2 separate regions of the Columba livia genome follow, and region 2 is linked to region 1. Evidence: chromatin contacts called from public Hi-C data. All regions are on one chromosome and are shown on one strand. The core of a region is the stretch at or near the end of the contact, and the rest is flanking DNA. Distances in the headings are between cores, read along the strand shown. Region 1 overlaps CDC42BPA (CDC42 binding protein kinase alpha). Region 2 holds the start of LOC135579136 (carbohydrate sulfotransferase 8-like).

Region 1 (6,339 bases), core at 2,057-4,556:
ATGTAGAAAAATTGGTATCCAGAAAAAAATTTGCAGTGCTCAAGACAAGGTTTCCCCTGAATTTTATTTTTACAGAGCTAAACTTTTATGCTGGATACTTTTTCAAACCTTTTAAGGTTGGACAGTGGTCCAATAGACATATACTGTATCTGTGTCATTTATAGGATGGTTCCATCAGCCTACTGATAAATTTGTAGCAATTGCCTGAATGATTGGTGAAACGGTGAATACAAGATACTACAACGTCAGTTGTCTCAATAGACTGGATTTGAGTTTGGAGTTAAATCTACAAAATGCAGTCTACCACTTTAAGGAAATTACAGTGTTACTGGCAAACAGAAGACCTGCAGTTTCATTTATTGCCAGGTTCTCATATTCTTTGTGCAAGATCATAGTTGATGTTAAGCAGAGTCAACCAGAGATTCTCCTCTACCTAATGACATCCACAGGAGCATTGGGGGAAACAGCTACTTTGAAACTCTATCTCAGAAAGAATGGTCCAAACCTGCTCTAGAATCTGGTGGTACAAGGAGTGGATAGGTTATCCATCCACTTTTTGCTGATAGTAAATATACAGTAACTGAATTAACAGTTTTAATGTATCCTCCGGCTGTTCTAAAATGTCCAAAGCCCATTTGCCCATCAGAGACCCAGCACCACCTGCTCTAATTTAGCTTCTATATGTTCTGGTTTCGTATGTGGTGATTTCTGGCTGTCATTCTGTGTGAAACATGAAACTATAGAAATGTATAAGTTAATATAACATTTATGTGCGTTGAGAATTTACCCTGAATGTTTCAGAATATTGACACACACTTTGACCTGCAGGATTACAGCTGCTCAACATTTGAGGCATTCATCTAGGGAATAAAATGTATATAAGTATATTGATAAGCATTAGCTCAATGTAGCTCTATTAATTCCGTGCTGAGAGATCACTGTTTAATGATAAAATTCAGCAGGCTGTCTGTAGACCTAAGATGGTAGAATAATGTATTACTTGCTTAGTTTCAATAGGCTGCAGTATTACTGATGTAATGTTTCACTTTCAGCTAGTGTGTGCGTTCATCTTTATGTATTTAAGTAAATAGTGTGATGAGGTTTAGAATGGGAAACTTTCTAATTCTGCTTCATTTTATTTCTTAGCCAAAGTGAAAGAGAGGAATTTGAAACAGAGTTCAAACAGAAGTATGAACGAGAAAAGATTCTGCTAACAGAGGAAAACAAAAAACTTTCAAGTGAACTGGATAAGGTAAGTGCTGATTAGTTGAGTCCTGAGTTTACAACTATTGTATGCTATGTACAAATTTGACAATTTAGATCTGTATTGGTTGTTATTAACTCCTAATTGATAGCAGAAATTAATGTCACACGAAAGGTGATCATTAACATTTAATTTGAATAGAAAATATCTACCTGCATCTGAATTTGAGAATGCATCTGTGCACATGTATAGCTATACGTGTATGTGTATTTATGTGTAGGAATTAAGATGGTCTGACAGTTTAGTAAGAGTAATTTTGGATGATGTCCTAAGGAAATAAAAATGTATTTCATTGTATGACCCAAATATAAAAATACATAGTCAGTGATGTGATTACATGGGGTATATTTGCATGTCAATTACTGTGAAATTGCAGGGCCCCTCCCGCCTATTGAGGTTTAGTGTTACATTGAGATATTAAAAAAATACAAATGATAAGGCATATTAATTGAAGTGCATTGAGCAAGGAATAATTATGATTCGTGAATTTAGATTATCTTTTTATTGTTCATTTTGACAGATTATTCGAGTTCATTGTGGATTAGCCAAGTCTTGCTAAACTTGTCTGTTCTTTTTGTAATGCATTGAATTTTCTAAAAATATAATGAAAGTAGAGTGTTCTTCAAAGTAAGCATGTTTGCATGTCAGTGTTCAAATTAAAGTATATTTTCATACCAGTATAAGCAGTATACTATATATGCCTATATGGAGACTTAGTTCAAGAACACCAAGAGGCTAGTCACTTGGATAGTTTTTCAACATGGTCTTTTTATTTTTTATTTAAGTTTGATTAACTTTAAGGTTTTTTTGTCAAATGAGATTTAATAAATAGACATATTTAAATCATAAGCCCATTCAAATGATAATTTTGGAGTGGAGTACTCATATTAGGAGTAAAAAGAACAGACTAGATTAAAAATGGCTATTTCTTTCATAATTTTGATTTGTTACTATATTTCAGTGCTAAAGGAAGCTTTTCACATGAGATTCATTCTCCTAAGCCTTTCTGTAAAGTCTATCTGATCTCTGATTCCAGTTTCTGAATAATTATTTAGCATAATGAAGGTTTAGTTCCCAGTACCGACTCAGGTTAGCTGCGGCTTTTGTCTTGCAGAATATGCATGTGTGAATGACAGCTATGTGAACGCGAGTGAGGTTAATTGCTAAGTATAACATATTGTCCTTACAGATGTGCATTTAATTTCAATTTCCCTGTCTGCAAGTGAGTAAAATGAAAAATAGAGGAATGTGAGACACCTGGAGAATCTCAGGACTGACTTGCGCCTGTATCTGTTAAGCCTCTCATTTTCCATGGTTACTAAACAAGGGAAAGGTTCAGCATTTTTATCTGAGTTATAACGCAGATTTTGTGCCCCTGCTTTGCTCTTTTAATGTAGTTTTTTCTGTGTAGAACATTCCACACCTACATGGTGCAAAGCAGAAGGCTTCTAAGAGTTGTAGAGGTATTTGGAGACTAATTCTTAGGGAACCGATTAATTTGTTAGAGTAAAAATGTGTTTCTAGTCCTTAAAAATGGCCTTTCAGTAGAGCTAAGTTCATACATGAGAAGAGATTCTGGCTTTTATTGCTACTTGGTGTTTATTTTGGTAGTACCAATTTTTAAAGCAGATGTGAGAGGAGGGAACACCTGGCTTTGTATCTTCACAGAGAGGGTCTCACAGCAGCTTACACATTTAACCGGTTGTTTAAATTCTCATTCAGCTCACCACCATGTTTGAGAGGCTGAGTATGAATAACCGACAGCTGGAAGAAGAGATGAGAGACCTGGCTGATAAAAAGGAGTCCGTGGCCCACTGGGAGGCCCAGATTACCGAGATCATCCAATGGTGAATATTCTCTGCTCTGATGCCATTGCAGAACCCCCTCAGCATTTGGTAGGGCCGGTACTGAGCTTTTGCCTTTGCACATGGCACTTGCTAATGCTGAGGTGAAATCTCACGCTCATGGAGGGCTCTGCTGTGGTTTTGCTTAAGATTTTAATAATATCCAAATCTGAAAAATTGTTTTCCTCCTTGAGAGTGAAAGTCTCTTAGCAAATACAACCATTTAAAATGCAGAAGAGTCGTGGCCATTGGGTGTGGCTTGTGGCTTGGGCAGAACGCTGGAAGGAGGCGTGTGCTGAGCTCACGCCTCCAAGAAGGAACAAGCCTGGGAAAAGCAGTGGCTCAGAGTATTTGTGTCTCGGCATTAATTTCCTTCATCTGCTTGGCATGTGGCAGAATGAAACAAATACAGTGCGACTTTTATGTGATTTTTTTTTCTTTTTTTCACAAGAAGGGCATTCGAGACTACCACAAAGCCAGTCAAGTGATGTTTCTAATAATAATCATGCTAAAAATGACATTATGTTTCTAAAGTCTTCAGGCCAGTTCTAATAAATGAGGGGGGGGGGAAGAGTTGAACTTATTAAAAGGAGAAGATTGTTTTATCTAGGAGGCCTTTATTTTTCTTCTCCATGCCTGCTTCTCTTCCCTCCCCTTTTATGATCTGTTGCAGTGTTTAGCACCTATAGAAACAGTTTGCATCCAGACATTTTTTACAGGGCATCCACTTCTGGGAGGATTCCATCATTATATACTAATCTTCTTTTGGTTTACTACTTGATTTTAATTTTTTTTCCCCCATTTTTCCCATATCATGTTAGTGAAAAATTCTAATTTGTTGTGTCAAAGGAAAAATGGGAAACGTTTGTTTTAATGAAACCTACTTTGATATAATTGTAATGTCAGTATCATTTCATTGTCCAAATAATGAGAAGTTTGCCTTTTGAACATAGCCGTGTGAATATGTGACAAGAAAGAAGGACTGTCCTCTGAGTTTCTCGAAGTGTTCTAAACAGTGTTTGTTATGTGAAATTATGTAACACTGATCTGTGCTATGAGGTACAGAGTGTCTCAAGGCATTGTATTCATAGCAGAGGTTAAAAAATTCAAGGGGTCTGCTTTGTGAGTGCTCCTTTTAGATCCTGTCTCTCATAATTGAGTGTAGTAGATGGCCTGTGTCACAGAAATAAAAAAAAAAAATAAACAAAAAATAAAGAAAAAAAACCCCATAAAAGTTGTTTAAATGAGCAGTTCATTTATAACTAATTAGAAATGTTTATGCAGAATAAAATGTGAAGGTAACAAGAAAGACAAGTCTGTTATTTCACATAACATATTGTTTTAAGGTAACGCTTATCTGTCTTAATTCACCAAGGTAACCAAACTCGTTTTTTCAAATTTACATGTGAAACACTCATAAAACTTGGCAGTTCTGGAAAAAGACAAGTCAGAATTAGTTGTGGATTGTTTTACTTAACACTTTGTAAAAATGTACCTACAGCCATTAAGAATGTCCCTTCTCCAGTTTATGAGGGTATTTAATAATTCTAAGATGTACTACTGATGTGGTTCAGGTATATGACAAAGCGTCTTGCATGTATTAGAGATGTTGCTGAGGGGTAGAAGAGGTTTGGCATTGAGGTTTTTGTTATCTCTAAAGATACTTGAAGAAAGGCCAGGAACGTGCAAGACTTTCTGAATGAAAGATACCATTTTACTGATCTCTTATGAAAATATAGTGTCTTTCAAAAAGTATGGAACTAAAAATTAAAGAATTATGTGGAAAGCAAAAGTAGAAGTACTGTGGGCAAATATTAGGGAGATTAAAAAAAAAATCTGGCTTGGTTCCAGTTTTTAATCAGTGTCCACATCTCAGTTTTTCCCCCATACTTCTCTCTGCTTATGGTAATTTTTTTCAGCTATGTGAGGCCATATCTTAGCTCACTTTTTTTTCTTATTATGTTTAGATTTTCTATGTGTCACCCAGATAACCTAGTAATGTCCATCTACTGCCCTTAGAATTAAGTACTGCATACTTAAACTAGGTCCCACTCTGGGGATTTTTTACTTTGGGACATGGGGAGCTATATGAAGTATTTAAACATCTCTGGTAATGATAAACATTTCAACAGGAAAACAAACAAAACAAAACTCACAAATCTTGAAGAAATGTAATCCTACTTAGTCACAAGCCTAGGTTTTCTTCTGAAGAACATGCAATTTAAATCCATACCTACCTATCTCTTCAATATGACAAAAGAATGAAGCTAACAAAGTGTGGTAGAGTTTGTAGGATTCCTTTTCAAACCTAGCAGATTTTTCACATAATATTGCTTTAAAATATTTATTTTTGATGCAAACTTTCTACCTCTTAAAAGTGGGGTTTGCCCACCATCCTCTTTTTGTACCATGATTCATGAAGGATGAGAAGCAGTAGATGAAATTAATTACTGGTTTTGTAAATGGTTTGCTCATCTCTCTTTAATAGTTCAAGGGATTTATTCTAGACCTAGCTTAAGTAACACAAGTCCTTTGAGTGCTTTGCCAGCTAATAGATCATCTCTGTCAGGAAATCTGCACCCCGATTTGAGTCTACACATATTTGGTTAAGGTAGTCACTTTCTTCACAACACTTGAGCCCTTATAAATAATACTATTTCTTTCAGATTTTTTATCTTGTGAGTAATTTTAATGGCCTGTCTTGTTCCCTTTTGCCTTCCCTGTTTTCTTCCTGTGCTCTCTTGCATCTTGTTCAGGGCAAATGTACAAAAGTATTTTTGTTTTTGTTGTTATTATCCTAGGATGCCATAAATATAGTCACAATATTAATATAAACACTTGAAACAAACTTTTATTGCAAATTCTAATATGGTAGAATAGACCGTCACAGATCATGCAGCCTTAATGAAGCTATTATATTGACAAGTTTATATTAGCCAAATCACTCATCATTCCTTGACAAGAGTAAGAAATACTGAGGCTTTTATAGTCAACTATAAATTTTCCTATGGGAGATGGGAAAGAGATTCATTGCATAAGAGGTTAATTCAGTCACTTTAAAAAAGGAATCTTTTAAATAGCCATGGCACCGTATTTCTGTTCTGTTGCAGAAAGAAGGTCGATGGAAATCTTGGTAGTGATTCCCGGAGTACTTGGCAAGATTCTTAACTTATTAGTCTCGCTGGGAGGGATTCGCGTAACCTAATTTTATAAGTCCTGAGGTAGACAACT
Region 2 (6,339 bases), core at 1,022-3,521, 250 kb before region 1:
TTTTTGCCCCTCAGACAGAGAACGTTTCTCTGCTTTCATCTTATGACCATAAAATAAGAGGCATTTCTCCCTCGCAGTTTCAGCTGCACTTTTTCTCACCAGGGCTGCGGTTGGGACAGTCCCTGCTGAAATGTTATATTTTAATGCACGTGCTCCTGCCACCTGCTTAACTAAGAGAACTTGCAAGAGTTCCTTCTGCCCTGTTATTTATCAACCTTACTGCTGACTCTTAATAAAAAAGACCTCCTTGTGCTTCAGCCAGGTCTGCTGGCTGCTGACGGGCTCCTGGGGCAGCCCCTGTGGGGTTCTGCTGCTCAGATGTGCAGCCAGGCCATGGATGCTGCTGCCTACGAGCAGCTTTGGGAGCTGCAGAGGAAAAAAGCTGCTGAGCAGCGGTTTGGTCACCTAGAGCAGGGAGGACGCACAGTGCTGCTCTCTGCACCAGCTAACATGTGTTGGGGAAACAGCACAGAATGTTGCCTTGTGCAGAGCCCTGCAGTCATTTCCCAGTGACCGTGCAGCTTTTGTGGGGTAGTCAGCACTATGCTGACACAAGAAACACTTATTTTCAGTTAATATTTTTCCTTCTCTCAGGCACCTTCCTGTCCTAAGACCCATCAGGCTGGGAGGAATAAGCGTGGCACTGCAGCTCCAAGTAAAATGCGCGTATTCTGCCGACATGGGGAGCAAAGAGTGGCCGTTCACTTCTGCCCCTGTGCACCCCAACCTCAGGTTTTACCCTGCCTTTCCTGGATTTGGGGAGACAGGTTGCAGGGACATGCACAGCAGGGTCCAGCCACAAGACTTAAACTCTCAACATGCAGACCCCGTCACTTAGAGGGAACGCATCCCTCCAGCTGAGAGATAGGAGGCATTTCACAGCTTTTCCCAGGGTCCCAGCAGCTTTCCCAAGGCTTCAAGGAGACCGAGCAGATTTTAAAAGCTACAAATGGGGCCACGATGGCCATGAAGCTGGTTCTTTGAACCACAGTGGGGATGCGTTGCAGACAGCAGGACAGCATTGCTGGTGGTGAACAGCAGTTCCTCGGGTGCAGAGCACCCTCTGGTGGGAAAATCGTGGTTTTCCAAACAAGAGCAAATCCACGCATAGCACAAGGCTGGGCTCTGTGAAGACCTCTTGGGAGGTGGATTTCCACCACACAGGGTCGCTTTGCTGGCAGGCCCCAACGCAACACGGCCCTTGTCCCCATACCCGCTGGGTCTGTGTGCCTGGTGTCCCTGCTTCCTCTCCCAGAGCTTCCAGGCAGATATCTCTTCTCCTTTGGCCACCACAGCCCCTTGCAGCTGCAGAGTCTCTCAGCTGGATCACATCACTGCCACATGCCAGCCCATGGCCTGGCTGGCACAGGGATGCTGCTGGCAGCAGATCTCACAATAAAAAGAAAATCTGTAAATAATCACTCATTGATCTTGAAGTCTTCATAGCTGTAATAACCATGGGGCTGGATGGGAGCGGATCACACTCCCCAGGCTGCCACAGTCCCCTTTGCCTTGGTCTTCATGGTTGTCATGCTCCCCGGTGAGGCTGTGGCTCCTTGGGGAAGGGAAGAGCAGCATGTGTCTGCCTGCATGTGTGCGCACCCCCTTTTCAGCATAATGGGGACTCTGCTCTGCCTGGGGTCTCGGGCTGCTCTCACAAAACAAGCAGCATACACAGATTGCAAGCAGGCCCCAGCAAAACAGGCACAGGCAGCAGTTCAGCACTTCCAGTCCCTGGCTAGTCAGGGACCTGCCACACGACACTGGATGTGCCCCATGATGCCATGTCCTCTGCCCCAGCTTCTACCTTAAAAGACCCACCAGCACCATAGGGGCAGGACCCATGGCCCAGCACTGGCTTGCTCAGCGCTGGTCCTGGGGCACACAGCTCCCCACAGCAGCATTCCCGTAAGTGCTGCTTCACCAAGCGACAAAGCCAGTGAAAAACAACGTGTATCAGGGGACTGGGGACATCTCACCCCACCTGGTGACCCTACATGGGGCTGTGCATGCATTCCTCATGTCTTGCAGGGACCACAGTCATCTGGCATGGTCCAGTTTTGAGGATGGCATGGACATAGAATAAAAAAGCAGATTCCGCCTCAAAAGCTCGCACTGTAAACACAGGGCAGGAGGCACCTCCTGCACTTCAGGCCATTTCCCTGCCCCTCAGCAAGCTGCTGCCCAAACAGTACTTTAACCCAGCTGTGGGTGTGCTCCCTCTTAAATAAACACAGGAGGTTCCCCAACACCTGTTCTCCAAGTCTCCACCTGCTCTCCAACACAACATTCGGTTCCCAGCACCTGAGAAATGCGTTTCCTTCCTCGCCTGGTTGTTTTGGCTGCCCTGGGCATTGCCACCTTCTTGAGCTGGAGGCTGCTTCTTCAGAGCACAGTCATCGACCAAGGTAATACCTGGGCACTGTGGTGGTTCTGTGTGACTGGCAACATTTCTGTACCATGGATTAAATTATCTGGAGCTTTTTTTGGAGGTTCTTAGTGGGCAAATGCTAACAAAATTGGAAATACTATTTGCAGAGCCCCAGGGAAGGGTAACCTGTGGAAAAAGCCCTTACTGTGAAGCCCTGCAGCTTTATGTCCTTAGTGGGGTCATTGGTCTCAGGTGTGGTGGGGAAAACAGGTGTCAGGCTGCTGGAGGTCACTCCTAAAAGCTTTGCTGGAAAGGGTAAAATGCTGTTGGGGAGGCAGGAGTAGGCTAGGAAATCAGTGCCCAAATAGAATGCATCCCTCCAGTCCCAGCCAGTCCAGGGTAAAGTCATCACTAGACTTTGCAGATGTTGTGGAACTGGGGCTGGTGGGTTGAAGAGCCACCCAGGACAGCTTCAGGCACCACTGCATTTCTTTCTGCACTGCTGGTGTTCTTTTCCTGGTGTTAACTGTTCTTCTCTTCCCTGTGTGACTGCTGCCCCAAATCAGTGGGAAATATTTAACTTCCCAAGGACCTGTGAGAAACCAGCAAACTCACTGTTCTCCTTGGGGCTGCCAAATGCCTGCACTGAGCAGATGAAGCAGGCGTGCTGCTGCAAAAAAAAATAGCAAGGCAGGCATTCATCCTCTGCATTCAAACCCTGTATGGCCTCTTCACATCAAAAATAAGATGATAAAGAGTAAGAAGGAAAGCTGAAATCTGAGAAATTAAGCCGACTATTATAGAGTCTTTTTATTTGCTTTTGCCTTTTATATTTGCTTTGTTGTCTTCTTGCTTCTGTTTGCATTTTGCTTTTTATTTGCTTTTGCTTTTTTATCTACTGGAGAAAAAAATTACACATGGACATGATGCAAGAAGTTACAACATTTGGATTCCTAAATTGCCTCAAGCCATTAAGAATAATTTCTTGCTTTTGCAAATATTTGATAGCTGATATTAACCAATTAACAGACACAAACAGGTTTGCAGGGGCTTTTGTATTTGTAGCTGCAAACCAATTTACTGCTCCTCCATCTTTCAGAACATTTCTCACTCTCTTTGTCAAACTCACCTCAGTGAAGCTTGGTTGAAAGTGAAGAGTTAAAAGCAAAAATTATGATTTAGTGAAGAACAGGGTCCATGTCACAAATCTACAGTCAAGATCAGTGCTCAGACACAGTGGTTTGGGGAAAGCAGGTCTTGGGTGTCCATGTGCTCACACATTCACAGGGACAGAAACCTGTTTCCCCAGCAAAACCAGGCTCTTTGACAGGCATGGTGAGGAGACCACTCCTGCCCTTCGCTCTTCGTTCATGTTCTGTCCTTTCCACACTGGAATAGCTGGAAAAGAGCCTGCCACATCATCCCATGCTGGGGCGCCAGCTTGGGGCAGAGGTCCACTATGGGTTTTCCTCACCCCTATCTTGAAATGGTGTTTCCCAGGTGACCTGGTCGCCAAGGCAGAGGAGGACTTCACTTTGACACTGGACACCTTCCTTCATGTTCAGCAGCTCAGGAAGAAGAGACTGAGAGCTTTCTGTAGCCGATCAGGCAATGCTACCGCGCTTCCGAAGAGCCGGGAGGAGAGAGCCCGCCTGCTCTCAAGTTTGAGGGTGAGCACCAAGCTGGACCTCCTCTACTGCCAAGTGCCATCAACAGGGGTGGAGGAATGGCAGGAGCTTTTAGAGAAACTAGAGGAGAAGGAAAACATCACTGTCCCGGTGCTGCTTCCCTACCCTCGGCGGCACATTTCAGAGGCGCAGCTGAGCGAGTTCAACCTGACAGAGGTAGAGGCTGTGCTGGCGTCTTACACCAAAGTGCTGTTCATCAGGGACCCTTTCCAGAGGCTGATCTCGGCATTCATGCAAGGCACGGGCAGCAGCCCTTCCTTCAGCAGCTTCGTTCAGGACGTTGTAGACAGCGGGCCGCACAATGCCAGCGCGACTTGGAGACCACTCGTCAGCCTCTGCCAGCCCTGTCTTATCCAGTATGACTATGTGGTGGCATTTGGCTTCCTCAGGCAGGAGCTGGGTCATCTGCTGCGGCGGGCCGGGCTGCCAGCAGACACCCTTCTCCCTGAGTTCACCGACACCCAAGTGCAGTGGACCTACAGCTGGTTATCAGAGCAGATGTTCAGCGAGCTGTCCCTCCAACAAAAGAAGCAACTGTCACATTTCTACCGCTGGGACCTTTCTGCATTCCCGTTTTCTAGCAGTTTGCTGACAGAGCTTCTCAGCACCCCGGAGACCTAGTAGCAATATGCTGGCTGGAGGGACTGCTTTGAAGGGTGTTAATCCAAATGCAAGCCCTTCCACATATGGGCTGAACAGACCCTTGCTCCACAGCTGCATGTCATGCTTGTCCATGTCACAGCTCCATAAGGCACATCGGAGAGCTGAGTTAGACTGTGGTTGGGGTCAGGGTATCATGGCTCTTCACATGGCTGAATTGCATTCAAATACTGCAGGAGCAGGTGCTGGGGAAACGTGGCTTTGAGGCTGTGAAAAATGCATGAACTGAATTGTGGTGGGGTAAACACCTCTCAGCAAACCTCGTGTTTTGGGGTAGGTTGGGTCTGACCTGCTGCAAACCACACCAGCACCCTCATGCTCTGCCTGCATTGCCCTTCTATTTTCTGGGCTGCCTTTTGAGCCAAGAAGTTTGGCAATGGGTTCTTTGTGATAAACCTCCCCATACAGGTATAAGAAGCCCTCGTAAAGAAGCCTATTACCTGATGTCTGTCCACTCTGCACAAGTAGGTGAGATACAACACAGAGTGGCACACCCTCCTGGGGAACCACTGGGGATGATCCCAATCCTTCACACTCTGGGAAGGCCAGGCCCATCTTTTGGTCATATCTCTTCTGTGTAAACTGTTCCTGTTTATGTGACCCTGCATCTCCTGCATGTTTAGGCTCAAGAGAGCCCCAGGCATGTGACATGATGCCTGCTCCATTTGCAAGTTTTGAGTGAGGTTCCCCACTTCAGGGGCTGGCTCAAATGGACCAAGCCTGGCTTTCACCTGTACTCACCAGCAGCGAGACAAGGATAAGGCATTCTGGACCAGGCACCAGCCACACCACCTTGTCTCAGCAGCTGGTGGGCCCAGTGGAGGTGGCCAGAAACATCAAGGATGCATCACTCTGCTGCTGTGGGAAATGTGATGTGACTAAGCTCCTCCTGCAGAAAGCTGCTGAGGTCTCTGCCTTCTTTTGGACTTGGTTGCCAGGGTTGCCTGGGTAGAGACCTGGGCTCTCCAGCTGGGCCCCCTGCCCTGTCTGGCTGGGTGGTCCGGAGCAACCACCCAGCCTTGGCCACTGAGCTGATTTGCCTCTGGGAAGGGTCCCAAATGCCAAGGATGAGCTGAAGTTGTCCAGGTTTCAAATTGTGACAGACTTTCACCATAGCAGACTAGTTTCCAGAATATTTTTTTAGTTTTATTTTGCAATGTTGTGACCTTCACAGAGGATTCTGCCTGTGACAAAGACACTGATTTGACAATGCTCATTACAGAACGTTAGTGTGAAAACTGTTGATTAGAAGTGACCTAAAACAATCACCAAAAACTTGGCCTCCCTCTCTCATCAAGGGATATGCGATAAATAGCATTAAAACACAAAATGGGGCGGCCTCCTTTCACCCTCCCACAAAGTATCCAGCTACAGTAACAATTCCTTAAGTGCTGTTATTGTGCGTAATATTTTACAGTCCAGCAAGATGGCGCAGTTCCTCTTCTGAGGACACACATCTGGACGGAGAGAAGTGGCAAATCTCCAAATACACTTAACATTAGAGTCACGCGTCCATGCTGCATTTCACTGAATGTACTAGGAAAGGAACGTTTTTCTCTTCATAAGTAGCTTTTCTGTCTTCTGCAACTGCAAGCTGAAATGCCGAGCAGCGAGCTATGC

What was found. A called contact is a pair of places that touch in the nucleus more often than the background predicts.
Region 2: a Hi-C map of liver shows a contact between it and region 1, with 3 times the contacts expected there. The contact joins the promoter of LOC135579136 here to the enhancer-like site in region 1. A contact is called at or near these places in 2 of 2 Hi-C or Micro-C datasets (crop and liver).

The regions. Positions count from the first base shown.
Region 1 is chr3:103,085,523-103,091,861 of bColLiv1.pat.W.v2, reverse strand. It overlaps CDC42BPA (CDC42 binding protein kinase alpha), which reads left to right. Exons shown (of 39, transcript XM_065058633.1): 15 at 1,147-1,252; 16 at 2,987-3,111. Among named protein-coding and RNA genes, the nearest start is that of COQ8A, 110 kb to the right of the region's middle. Within about 2 kb of position 3,306, at least 1 of the 3 cell types and tissues checked has an H3K27ac peak away from gene starts, as active enhancers do.
Region 2 is chr3:103,336,671-103,343,009 of bColLiv1.pat.W.v2, reverse strand. It overlaps LOC135579136 (carbohydrate sulfotransferase 8-like), which reads left to right and starts at 2,271. Exons shown (of 2, transcript XM_065058647.1): 1 at 2,271-2,408; 2 at 3,872-6,339. The coding sequence starts at 2,312. The coding sequence ends at 4,680. It overlaps XDH (xanthine dehydrogenase), which reads right to left. Exons shown (of 37, transcript XM_065058646.1): 37 at 5,841-6,339.